2 separate regions of the Macaca mulatta genome follow, and region 1 is linked to region 2. A link is a contact called in public Hi-C data. All regions are on one chromosome and are shown on one strand. The core of a region is the stretch at or near the end of the contact, and the rest is flanking DNA. Distances in the headings are between cores, read along the strand shown.

Evidence for each region. Hi-C and Micro-C count contacts between places; a contact is called where the count stands out from the background.
Region 1: a Hi-C map of fetal cortical plate shows a contact between it and region 2, with 1.8 times the contacts expected there. The contact joins the promoter of MEGF8 here to the promoter of GSK3A in region 2. A contact is called at or near these places in 4 of 14 Hi-C or Micro-C datasets (fetal cortex germinal zone, fetal cortical plate, fibroblasts and 1 more).

The regions. Positions count from the first base shown.
Region 1 is chr19:53,382,371-53,387,458 of T2T-MMU8v2.0, forward strand. It overlaps MEGF8 (multiple EGF like domains 8), which reads left to right and starts at 1,326. Exons shown (of 40, transcript XM_015124044.3): 1 at 1,326-2,228. The coding sequence starts at 2,042. TMEM145 (transmembrane protein 145) reads left to right here. Exons shown (of 15, transcript XM_077983009.1): 15 at 527-850. The coding sequence ends at 607.
Region 2 is chr19:53,296,664-53,301,749 of T2T-MMU8v2.0, forward strand. GSK3A (glycogen synthase kinase 3 alpha) reads right to left here and starts at 1,440. Exons shown (of 11, transcript NM_001266636.2): 1 at 1,100-1,440. The coding sequence starts at 1,382. The region is part of intron 1 of DEDD2 (death effector domain containing 2); the gene reads right to left.

The DNA of each region.
Region 1 (5,088 bases), core at 76-2,575, 86 kb after region 2:
GGGAGGGGGACGGGCCTTCGGGGCCGCATCTGCCCCGCGAGGGTCCGGGACTGCCTCTGACCCTGACCCCCCTCCCAGGCCGGGAAGCAGGTGGAGGAGACGGCGGTGGCGGCGGCGGTGGCCCCGAGGGGCCGCGTGGTGACCATGGCCGAGCCGGGCGCAGCCTCCCCCCCACTTCCCGCTCGGTTCCCCAAGGCGGCCGACCCGGGCTGGGACGGCCCGACGCCGCCCTACCAGCCGCTCGTGCCCCAGACGGCGGCGCCGCACACCGGCTTCACCGAATACTTCAGCATGCACACGGCCGGGGGTACCGCACCCCCGGTCTGAGCACCCCTGCCCGCCCCTGCCCCATGGGCCGTGACCGGGCTCCGGACCCCTGCTTTATCCCGGCCCGAGAGCTCGGCCATCCCGGGCCTTCCCGACCCTTCCTACCCCGCGCGCCCAGGTTGGGTACGCTGCGTCCCGCCCCCCTCCCCTCTGTGCCAAACGATCCCGCGGGAGCCGCTCTCCCCGTCCCCTCCCTCAGCCCCTGCCCCGAACGGCGCCGGATTCTGGGCTCCCGCTGTTCCGTGACCTCCGGCCCCCTGGCCCCCTTCGAGACCTCTGACCCCGCTGGACTCCGGAACACCCGTGGTGACCGCCGGGACCCTGCCTGTGACTCTCCAGGACTCTGCGACCCCGGGATGGATATTGCGATGCTGGTCTCGACCCTGAAACCCTCCCTCGGATCTGTGACCTCGGATCCGTGCTCCGTCTGCCCCTATCTCCATTCCGGGGGCCTTCCCTCGGGTCCCTGGCAGAAAGACATTTCCCCCTTCTTGCCAAAATAAAAAAGATTCGTTTTTATCTATAACATGGCTTCTTTTACATCTTGATGGTGTTCAGCGGCGGGGCTGAGCCAGAACTATGTCAGGCTCGGGGCCTCATTGTGTTCATCTGTGAAATGGGAATTTGGAACCGGAGGCAGAGGCCTGTATAACCTGATCTTTATGTTGCTCCAGAATCTGGGAACGTTGAAGATGATCAAACATCTAGCAGGGCCTTGCACCACTCCTTTATTTTTGCCTTCCTTTCCTCACTCAGAGGTAGAGGCGCCCTCCAGTGGCCCGTGCTTTGCTCAATCACAGGCACCCAGAGTTTGGGTTACGATCTTAGCATTGCGCATGTGTAATTTTCTCGTCTCCAGGAGCATCGCTCCAGGAGGAGGCTGCTGCGCATGCGGTTGGGAATAAATGGGCGGGGAATTTCCCCGGAAGTCTCCCTTTATGGAGGATTGGGGTTGGGCGCTCCGCAGTCCTCCCAGGGCCGCTCTGACCGACCGCTCTGCAACTTCTCGCCTCCTCTCCGCCGTGCCTCCCACTGCGGCTCCTCGGCTCTAGGCCCCTCGCCCTCCCACAGCGGGTCTTCCCGCGGCCGCTCTGGCCCAAGCGTCCCCTCGTCTCTCTGATTTGGCCCATCCGGCTTGGGAGGGAGGCGCGGGTGGGTGAGCAAGGGGAGTGCGTCAATGGGGTCCAGGCCCGAGCCCCTGAAGACGGACTCCGCCCCCGGCACCCGCTCGCGCCCCGCCCCCGGCTGGAGGAGTCTCTCCTGGACCATCGGATCCTGGTCTGTCCCGGCCCGCAGCCTCTATGGAGGCTTCTGCCGGGCCGTAGAGCCTTTCGCCCCCTGGGGACTCACCCGTATATAAGGTCCGTTTGGCCTGCAGCAGCCCGAGTCTGTAATACTGGACACTGTTTATGGGGTTGGCCCCCTATGGGGGCCCGTGTCTATAGGGGACCCCCAAGGTCCTTAGGGGTCGTCCCCGTCCATAGTGACTCCATATACAGGGCCTCCATCGCTCTATAGGGCCCAGCCCTCGGCTTCCAGAGCCTGTCAGCAGTGGCCGTTCCCTTCGCCGGGACTGCGTCTCCAGGACCTCCTCGGTCTACAAGGCCATGTTATGCCTATAGAGGTCGCATTGCAGGGCCTCACGCCGGGTAGAGGGTCCTCTCCAGGTTTTTACGGCCCGTTCCCGCTCTAAGAGTCAGTACAGGAGGCGGCGATGGCCCTGGGCAAGGCTCTGGCCACGGCACTGGCTTTGGCCTTGGCCGTGTTGGGGTCGCTGTCCCCTGGGGCCCAGGCGGGGGACTGCAAGGGGCAGCGGCAGGTGTTGCGGGAGGCGCCAGGCTTCGTGACGGATGGTGCTGGCAACTACAGCGTCAATGGCAACTGCGAGTGGCTCATCGAGGGTGAGTGGGGCCGCGTGGGTCACTCACTAATTCGCTGCTAGTTCATTCATGTGTGCATTCATCCACTCACCACATTCCCAGAGCTCGGTTCTGGTCCAGGCCTTTTGCTCTAAAATGCCTGACAGCCAGGGTTGCAGCCAACCTGGGCCCTGCCCTGGAAGGCCTCCCAGTCTGGTGGGGGAGATGCACCTACACCCAGGTTTACAATTACAAGACAGGAGCATCAGTGCCGGGTCTTCTGAGTAACTGTTAAGAACTCAGGGTCTGGATCCAATCATCTGGCTTTGAATTTGGTTCTACTACTACTTCCTTTTTTTTTTTTTTTTTTTTTTTTTGAGGTGGGGGTCTCACTCTGTCACCCAGGCTGGAGTGCAATGGTACCAACACAGTTTACTTACTGCAGCCTCTACCTCCTGGGCTCAAGTGATCCTCCCACCTCAGCCTCCCAAGTAACTGAGTGTGTAGAGACAGAGTCTCACCATGTTGCCCAGACTAGACCCGAACTCCTGGGCTCAAACGATCCTCACACCTCAGCCTCCTAAAGTGTTGGGATTGTAGGTGTGAGCCACTGTGCCTGGCTTCTTCTTACTAGTTTTGTGATTTTGAGCACGTGACTTTCTTTCTCTGAGATTCAGTTTCCTTCCCCCCACAAATGGGATAACAAGAGTACTCACCTCATAGAGTTGTTGCAATGAAATGAAAACGGGTATTTCACGTGCCTGATGTGTGGCATATAGTAACTGTTCTATAAATGGCATTAGGATTATTGTTGTTATTTGTAAAGTACTTCAATAAAAGCATTTTTCTTCTGTCATTCATGTGCCATACATTATGTTTCCCATTGGACATAGCCCAGACTGAGACAGCTCCAGCAATCCCCGGTGACTTAGGTCTTGGAGTCTAGTCGGGGAGACAAACACACTAATAGTGAGAGCCAAGAGTGGTCTGTGATGGAGGAATCCCACAGGCCTGAGAAAGCCCAGAGAAAGTGCCTGATCTGGGGCCGGGGAGAACAGAGAAGCTTCCTGGAGGAGGAAATGTCTAAGCTGAGACCTAAAGGACCAATAGGAATCTGTCAGGAGGGGAGAAAAGGCCCCAGCCCTACCCTTCTGGACTCCCAGTCAGTGGAAGAGACAAACGCACTTCAAGGCTGTTTGTTTTCCTTTTCCACCCAATAAACTCCTATGCATGCCTCAGAACCCTGCTTCACTGGCTCTTTCTCTGTGAAGACTTGTGATTTAACCTGGGGTATAGCTGAGATCAGAGGCATCTGTAGGAGGGAGCAGAACGGCATTCCAGGCAAGAATAGCCATGCAAAGGTAGGGAAGCAGGAGAGTGATGCTTCTGAAGAACTAGAAATCCAGTGTGTTAAAACATAGAATACTGGCAGAGCATGGTGGCTCATGCCTGTAATCCCAGCCCTTTGGGAGGCCAAGGCCAGCAGACCACCTGAAGTCAGGAGTTTCAGACCAGCCTGGTCATCGTGGTGAAACCCCGTCTCTACTAAAAATACAAAAATTAGCTGGGTGTGATGGCGCATGCCTGTAGTCCCAGCTTCTCAGGAGGCTGAGGCACAAGAATAGCTTGAACCTGGAGGTTGCAGTGAGCTGATGTTGCTCCGCAAAGCTCTAGTCTGGGCGGCAGAGGGAGACTCCATCTTAAAAGCAAAAACCTGGAATACAAGACAACAAATGAGCCAGAGGCTGCAGAGTGGGAGGAGCCAGCAAGTGAAGGGCTTTGTGATTTTGAGCTGTATCCTGAGGGCAAACGGGTGGAAGAGAAGTTGAAAGGCAGTACCTGCAGAAGCCCAGGAAGGCCTCACAGAGTAGTGGATGTAGAAACTGGCCTCCAGACGGGAGGTTCTGGGCAAAGGCCGGAGGTGTGACAGGGCCTGAATCATGCAGGGCCTCCCTTGGGAGGCTGTGAAGCTTTGTCTTTGTCTGGGGGCTCTGGGGAGCTATGGAAGGGTTTTGAGCAGGGAGGAGACATGATCTCATTTATGTTTTAGAAGATCTCTCTGGCTGCTGTGTGGGCTATGGATGAAGGCATGTTTCTCGGTGTTAGCATGTTTACCTGTCCCCAGCTTGGGGGCCATTCCTGTTAAGCTAGTGGGATGAGAACAGAATAGGAAGTGTGTGTGTGTGTGTGTGTGTGTGTGTGTGGCAAAGGGGTCTGTGTGCTGGATATAAATCACTCTCTGGCCTTAAAGAGTCCCAGACTGGCTAGGCCGGGTGTGATGGCTCACACCTGTAATCCCAGCACTTTGGGAGACCAAGGGGGGCGGATCACCTGACGTCAGGTGTTAGAGACCAGCCTGGCCAACATGAAGAAACCCCCCCTCTACTAAAACTACAAAAATTAGCCCAGCATGGTGGCGCACATCTGTGATTCCAGCTACTCAGGAGGCTGAGGCAGGAGAATTGCTTGAACCCGGGAGGCGGAGGTTGCAGCGAGCTGAGATCACGCCACTGCACTCCAGCCTGGGTGACAGAGCGAGATGCCACCTAAAAAAAAAAAGTCTCAGACTGCTTGGGAATAGTGGGGCTGGACACAGATATTCAGTCCCCAGTGTGTTCACTGAGACAGTGCTCAGGGCTGAGAAGGGAAGTGGAGGGGTTGGGTGGATGTACCTAGGGAGGAAAGAGGACTGTGCTGGAGGTCACAGAGGAGGAGCCACTGAAACAGGGTTCTGAAGCATGCGTAGGAGTTTATTGAGTGGGAAAAGGGAACAAACATCCTCTATGAAGACATGAGGGTGGCTGGAGTATCTCAGGATCCCTGTCTAGGTTTGTCTGGTCTGATGGCACTTTTTACTGGGAGGTAATGAGAGCCAGAAGCAGGGGAAGGGGGGCCTTGAATG
Region 2 (5,086 bases), core at 190-2,689:
CCTCCGCCTGCTGGGTTCAAGCGATTCTCCTGCCTCAGCCTCCCGAGTAGCTGGGATTACAGGCGCCCGCCACCACGCCCAGCTAATTTTTTGTATTTTTAGTAAAGACAGGGTTCCACCAGTTGTCCAGGCTGGTCTCAAACAGAACCTCAGGTGATCCGCCTGCCTCAGCCTCCCAAAGTGCTGGGATTACAGGCGTGAGCCACCGCGCCCGGCCACCAAATCCATTTTGAGGGGCCAGTGACATGTTCTTTCAGAGGGAGATAACCCTACATCACTATTTTTTTCAGAGCCAATGACACCATACCTTAGAACAATTATTGAACAAGTATAACCTTAGATCCATATTTTATAGGAAACTGTGACCTACCCTGCTCCATTCCATTTTTGTTAAAGGAGACACACCAAGCCATGTATTTTAAAACATGGACTATGGACTTGATTTGAAGGATATGCTGACTCCCAATGTCTTTAAGAAGCAGTAACTATTAATTCTCACCATTGGGGGTACAGCTCAACAATATTTAGGGTGGGTAATGATGCCAGGTCTTGGTTTTAATAGGGAAGGTGATCTGAGTACCAGGTTTGGCAAGCCTGGCCTTATTCTTTGGGGACACAACACAGTAACCTCAAAGCCCTGCTTCTAAGTGATATTCACTCCAAATCCTCATCTTCTGAAGGACAGCGAATGCAGATCCCTCTTTTTCGCGATTGGTCTTATTCTTGTTCTCTTAGGAGACAATAACCCTAAATCCCCATTTGCAAGCGACTGTGACCTCTGATCCAATATTATAATGAGTAGCAACGTCAGATACCTGTTCTTAAGGCTCAAGGACCCAAGATCTCAATAATGAAAGAACAGGGACTTGTAACCCCTGTTTCTTTGAGTGTTAGTAATTCTGATCCAAGAGTAATTCTGATCTCCAAGAGATGGTAACCCCAAGACCCCTTTTCCTGGGAGGAAGAGGGCTCAGATCCCCGATTTGGGGAGGCATAGTGACCTCTGGCTCCTACCTAAGCATATGAAAGAACCTGATGGATGTCTGAGGAGCTTTGGGAACCCTGATCACCACCCTACACGGGCGCCGCTAGTACTCACGGCCCAGCTTCACCCCGGGCGGCGGGAAGCTAGTGCCTGCGCCGGGGCCTCCGCTGCCTCCGCCGCCGCTGCCGCCGGGTCCACCCCCGGAGCTCGAGGCCCCGACGCCCCCACCCATGGCCCCGACAGATGCCTTTCCGCCGCCGGTGCCGCCTGGGCCGGAGGCCGAGCCTCCGGGGCCGCCGCCGCCGCCTCCGCCTCCGCCGCCTGGCTCCGCGAACGAGCTGGTCCGCGCCCTGCCCGAGCCCCCAGGGCCGCCTCCCGAAGGCCCGCCGCCGCTCATGGCGCCGAGCACAGGCCCAGGCCGCGGGGCTCGGGCTCCCCGGGCTGCCCCAGCCGCCGCCGCTGCCGCCGCCTCCCCCGGGCTCTGGCCTCTTCCAGGCCGCGCCGCTCGGGTTTGGGCTCCGGCTCCGGCCCAGCGCCCGCCGCGGGGCACGCCGGGAGATGCAGTCCGGCTGTCGTCCGCGCCGCCGTCGCCGCCCTCGGCCCGCACAGAGAGCCCCGTGGCACGCCGGGAAATGAAGTCCACAAAAGCCTCAGAGTAGACCGCGGGAATGACGGGTCGCGCTATACGTCGGGAAATGGAGTCCAGGGTAATCTGTCTGCCGACGGTACGACGGGGAGCCCTGAAGTATTTCGGGAAGCAGAGAGCCTGATGCACGCTGGGAAACAGAGTCCACTCACTCAGTTTATTGGCTGTGTGTGCGTCCCAGAGCCCGGTGCGCTCTGGGAAATTGAGTCGGCGCGCGTGAACCTGCGGATCTCGGGCCGTGAAGCAAGCCGGGAAATGGAGTCATCGCCACGCCCTCACCGCATTGCAGGTGTAAAGCGATTCTTAAAGCACGCCGGGAAATGGAGTCCCAGGTGGTTTCTTAAGTCCCAAGTGGATACTGCAATTCCGGAGATGGGAGAGGAAATGGAGTAAATTTCGCGCTTCTCTTCCCAGGTACGCTAGGCCGCAGTCCCTGCCGGGAAGTGTAGTCAACACCAAGGCTTCAGTGCAGTTGCCACAGCGAGCCCTGGTGTGTTCTGGGAAATGGAGTTCAAGGCATCCTCCCCATTGACTGAGGGGGCGGGATCGCCCATGAGCTCCAAGCCTGCTGGGGAATAGTCCAGACCTGACCCTTTGTGAGGCCAGTTTGCGGAGGCTTGTCGGGAAGCGGAGTCCAATGGCCACCATCGGGGGCGTGGAGCGAAAGGTTAGAGACTGCAGTAGTTCCCTGGAGAGACTTAAAAGTGTTTCAGCCCCTCCTTCCTCGCCCCCAGGTTCTTCTTAAAGAAAGAGGCGAGGTCGATCAAGGACTGCTGGAAAATGGAGCCAAGCACCTTTAAGTTCCAGGTGACCATAGATCAAGAAAGAAAAAATGTCCCCTCTCTAACCGCAACTCTGCAAAGAATTCGGGAAACAAAGTTCCCGGCGGTTTCTCCGAACACTAACTAGTCTTCGGATACAGTCTAGCTTTTCCTAGCAATGTGGTTCGCACCAGGAAGCTGAATGGAGCATTAAAAAGACGGAAATAGAATTTCTGGGCCGGGCGCGGTGGCTCAGGCTGGGTGCCGGTGGCTCACGCCTGTGATCCCACCACTTTTGGAGGCCGAGGCGGGCGGATCACCTGGGGTCAGGAGTTCGAGACCAGCCTGGCCAACATGGCGAAACCCCGTCTCTACTAAAAGTACAAAAATTAGCTGGGCGTGGTGGCGGGCGCCTGTAATCCCAGCTACTCAGGAGGCTGAGGCAAGAGAATCGCTTGAACCCGGGAGGCGGAGGTTGCAGTGAGCCGAGATCGCGCCACTGCACTCCAGCCTGGGCGACAAGAGTGAGACTACGTCTCAAAAAAAAAAAAAAAAAAAATTATGTCTTGAACCCCCATTCAGTTTTCAGATTTTGCTTTATTTGAGACAGGGTCTCGCTCTGTCGCCCAGGCTGGAGGGCAGTGGCACTGCAGCCTCGAACTCCCAGGCTCAAGCAATCCCCCCACCTAAGCCTCCCATGTAGGTGGGACTACAGGCGTGCACCATCACGCCCTGCTAATTTGGTTTGGTTTGGTTTCTTTTGCGGGGTGGGGGTAGGGTGGAGGGCTTCGCCATGTTGCCCAGGCTGGTCTCCAACTCCAGGGCTCAAGCGATTCTACCTCAGCCTCCAACGTGCTGGTATATCAGGCTTGAGCCACGGCACCGGGCCTCCCACTCTGTGTTTTGCGTCCTCCGCTTCCTAAATTACAGGATCCCGGAAAGCCAAAAATAAGGAGGCCAGCTGCAAAGAGTAGCCTCAGGTTTTGTGTACTCAGTGAGTCGTCCTATTTATCGATTAATATCCGAAAGAGAGTAGCCCCCAAAGAGCGCTGGGAAACAGTTCCTGTGTGTGTGGTTGTCTCTTCCTCCCCCGGAAATGCTTAGAGGTAGAATGAAAGCTTTCTTAGCCCCTCCCGCCTCCTGGAATGGTGGGAAATGGAGTCTCTGGACTTCATGTTAATCCGAGCTTGTGTTTATACTAACTGTCCTGTCCTTTCTGAAATCAGAAGAAAGTCCTGTCCACTCAGTTTGTTACTGACTGCAATTCCCCGCGGACACGACCGCAGGTGATGATAGCGCCAAAGCCTGTGGAGACTACATTACCCAGAAGGCAAAGTGCGGACACACTTCCGTTCCCTTCACTTAGCAGGCAGCTGCACCACGCGCAGCTCGGCGCGGGCGTTTCTGGGAGTTGTAGTTTCCTAGCCAAACGGTGCCTGCTGCCGTCTGATGGCAGCTCTGAGTCAAAAAGTAAAAATTTGAGTCAGGCCCCTTGACCTAGGGATTCCAAAACCGGACCAAGACGGCTCAAAAGGGCGGCGACATGGGGCGGAATAGAGTGGGTTACTTAACCGCCAGAACCCGTGGGGCATGCGCTGGTGCGTGTGGGCAACCGCCACGAGGGGACTGGGGTCCGTGGGAGTTTGAGGGTGACGGTCTGAAATCTATCAGGATGTTTGTAGAGGGTGAGAATGTTCATAGAGGGATGTTAGAAGGGTTGTAAACGTCTGAGAGAGGCCTGGTGTCTAGAAGGGCTAAGAGGAGTCCGTGGAGCGGTGAAGGGGTCTTTGATGAGCTTAATGACCTGAGGATAATTTACTGGGGACCAGTGGAGAAGCCTGAGGGGACTTAGGGTGTCTGCTAGAAGTTCTATGGATGGCTGGGTGCGGTGGCTTACGCCTGTAATCCTAGCACTTTGTGAGGTCAAGGTGGCGGATCACTTGAGGTCAGTCAGAAGTTCCAGACCCGCCTGGCCAACATGGAGGAAACCCCATCTCTACTAAAAACACAAAAAAATTAGCTGGGTGTGGTGGCGCAGGTCTGTCATCCCAGCTACTTGGGAAGCTGAGGCACGAGAATCACTTGAACCCGTGTGGCTGAGGTTGCAGTGAGCTGAGATTGCACCACTGTACTCCACCCTGAGCAAGAGTGAGACTGTTTTGGGAAAGAAAAAAAAAAGGTCTATGGGAGACAGAAATTCCTGGTGACCAAGGGGATCTCTGAGCGACGTGAAGGGGTGAGGGATGGTTGAGAAGCATCAGGAAGGGAATTTGAGAGTCTGTGGAGGTACTGGGGCTACAGTACAAAGTGGGGAAGTCTCTGATGAGATTAATTAACATGTGAAGTGCCTTGAGAGCATCTGTAAAGGGCTTTCTACTTGGAAGCAAGGATCTCAGAGGATATGGATGGGACCAAGGGTGTCTTCTTGCAGGAACATTTCAACATTGCTTGAAATGTTCCTTTAATCACACCTAAATGTGATTAAAGGTTAGAGAGCCACTGGAGTTTAAGGCCAAATGCCACCTGTGACATCCTACACAGCCAGAATCTGGGGCAACTAGTCTGGTAGGGCTGTGGTCTGACCTGGACAGCACTTAGGGAGCTGAGCTGAGCACTGATGATTCCATATTAGATGTGGTTAGAAGTGCTTTGAAGGCACTGGGCTTAGAGGCTGAGGCCAGTAGTTAGGGTCCT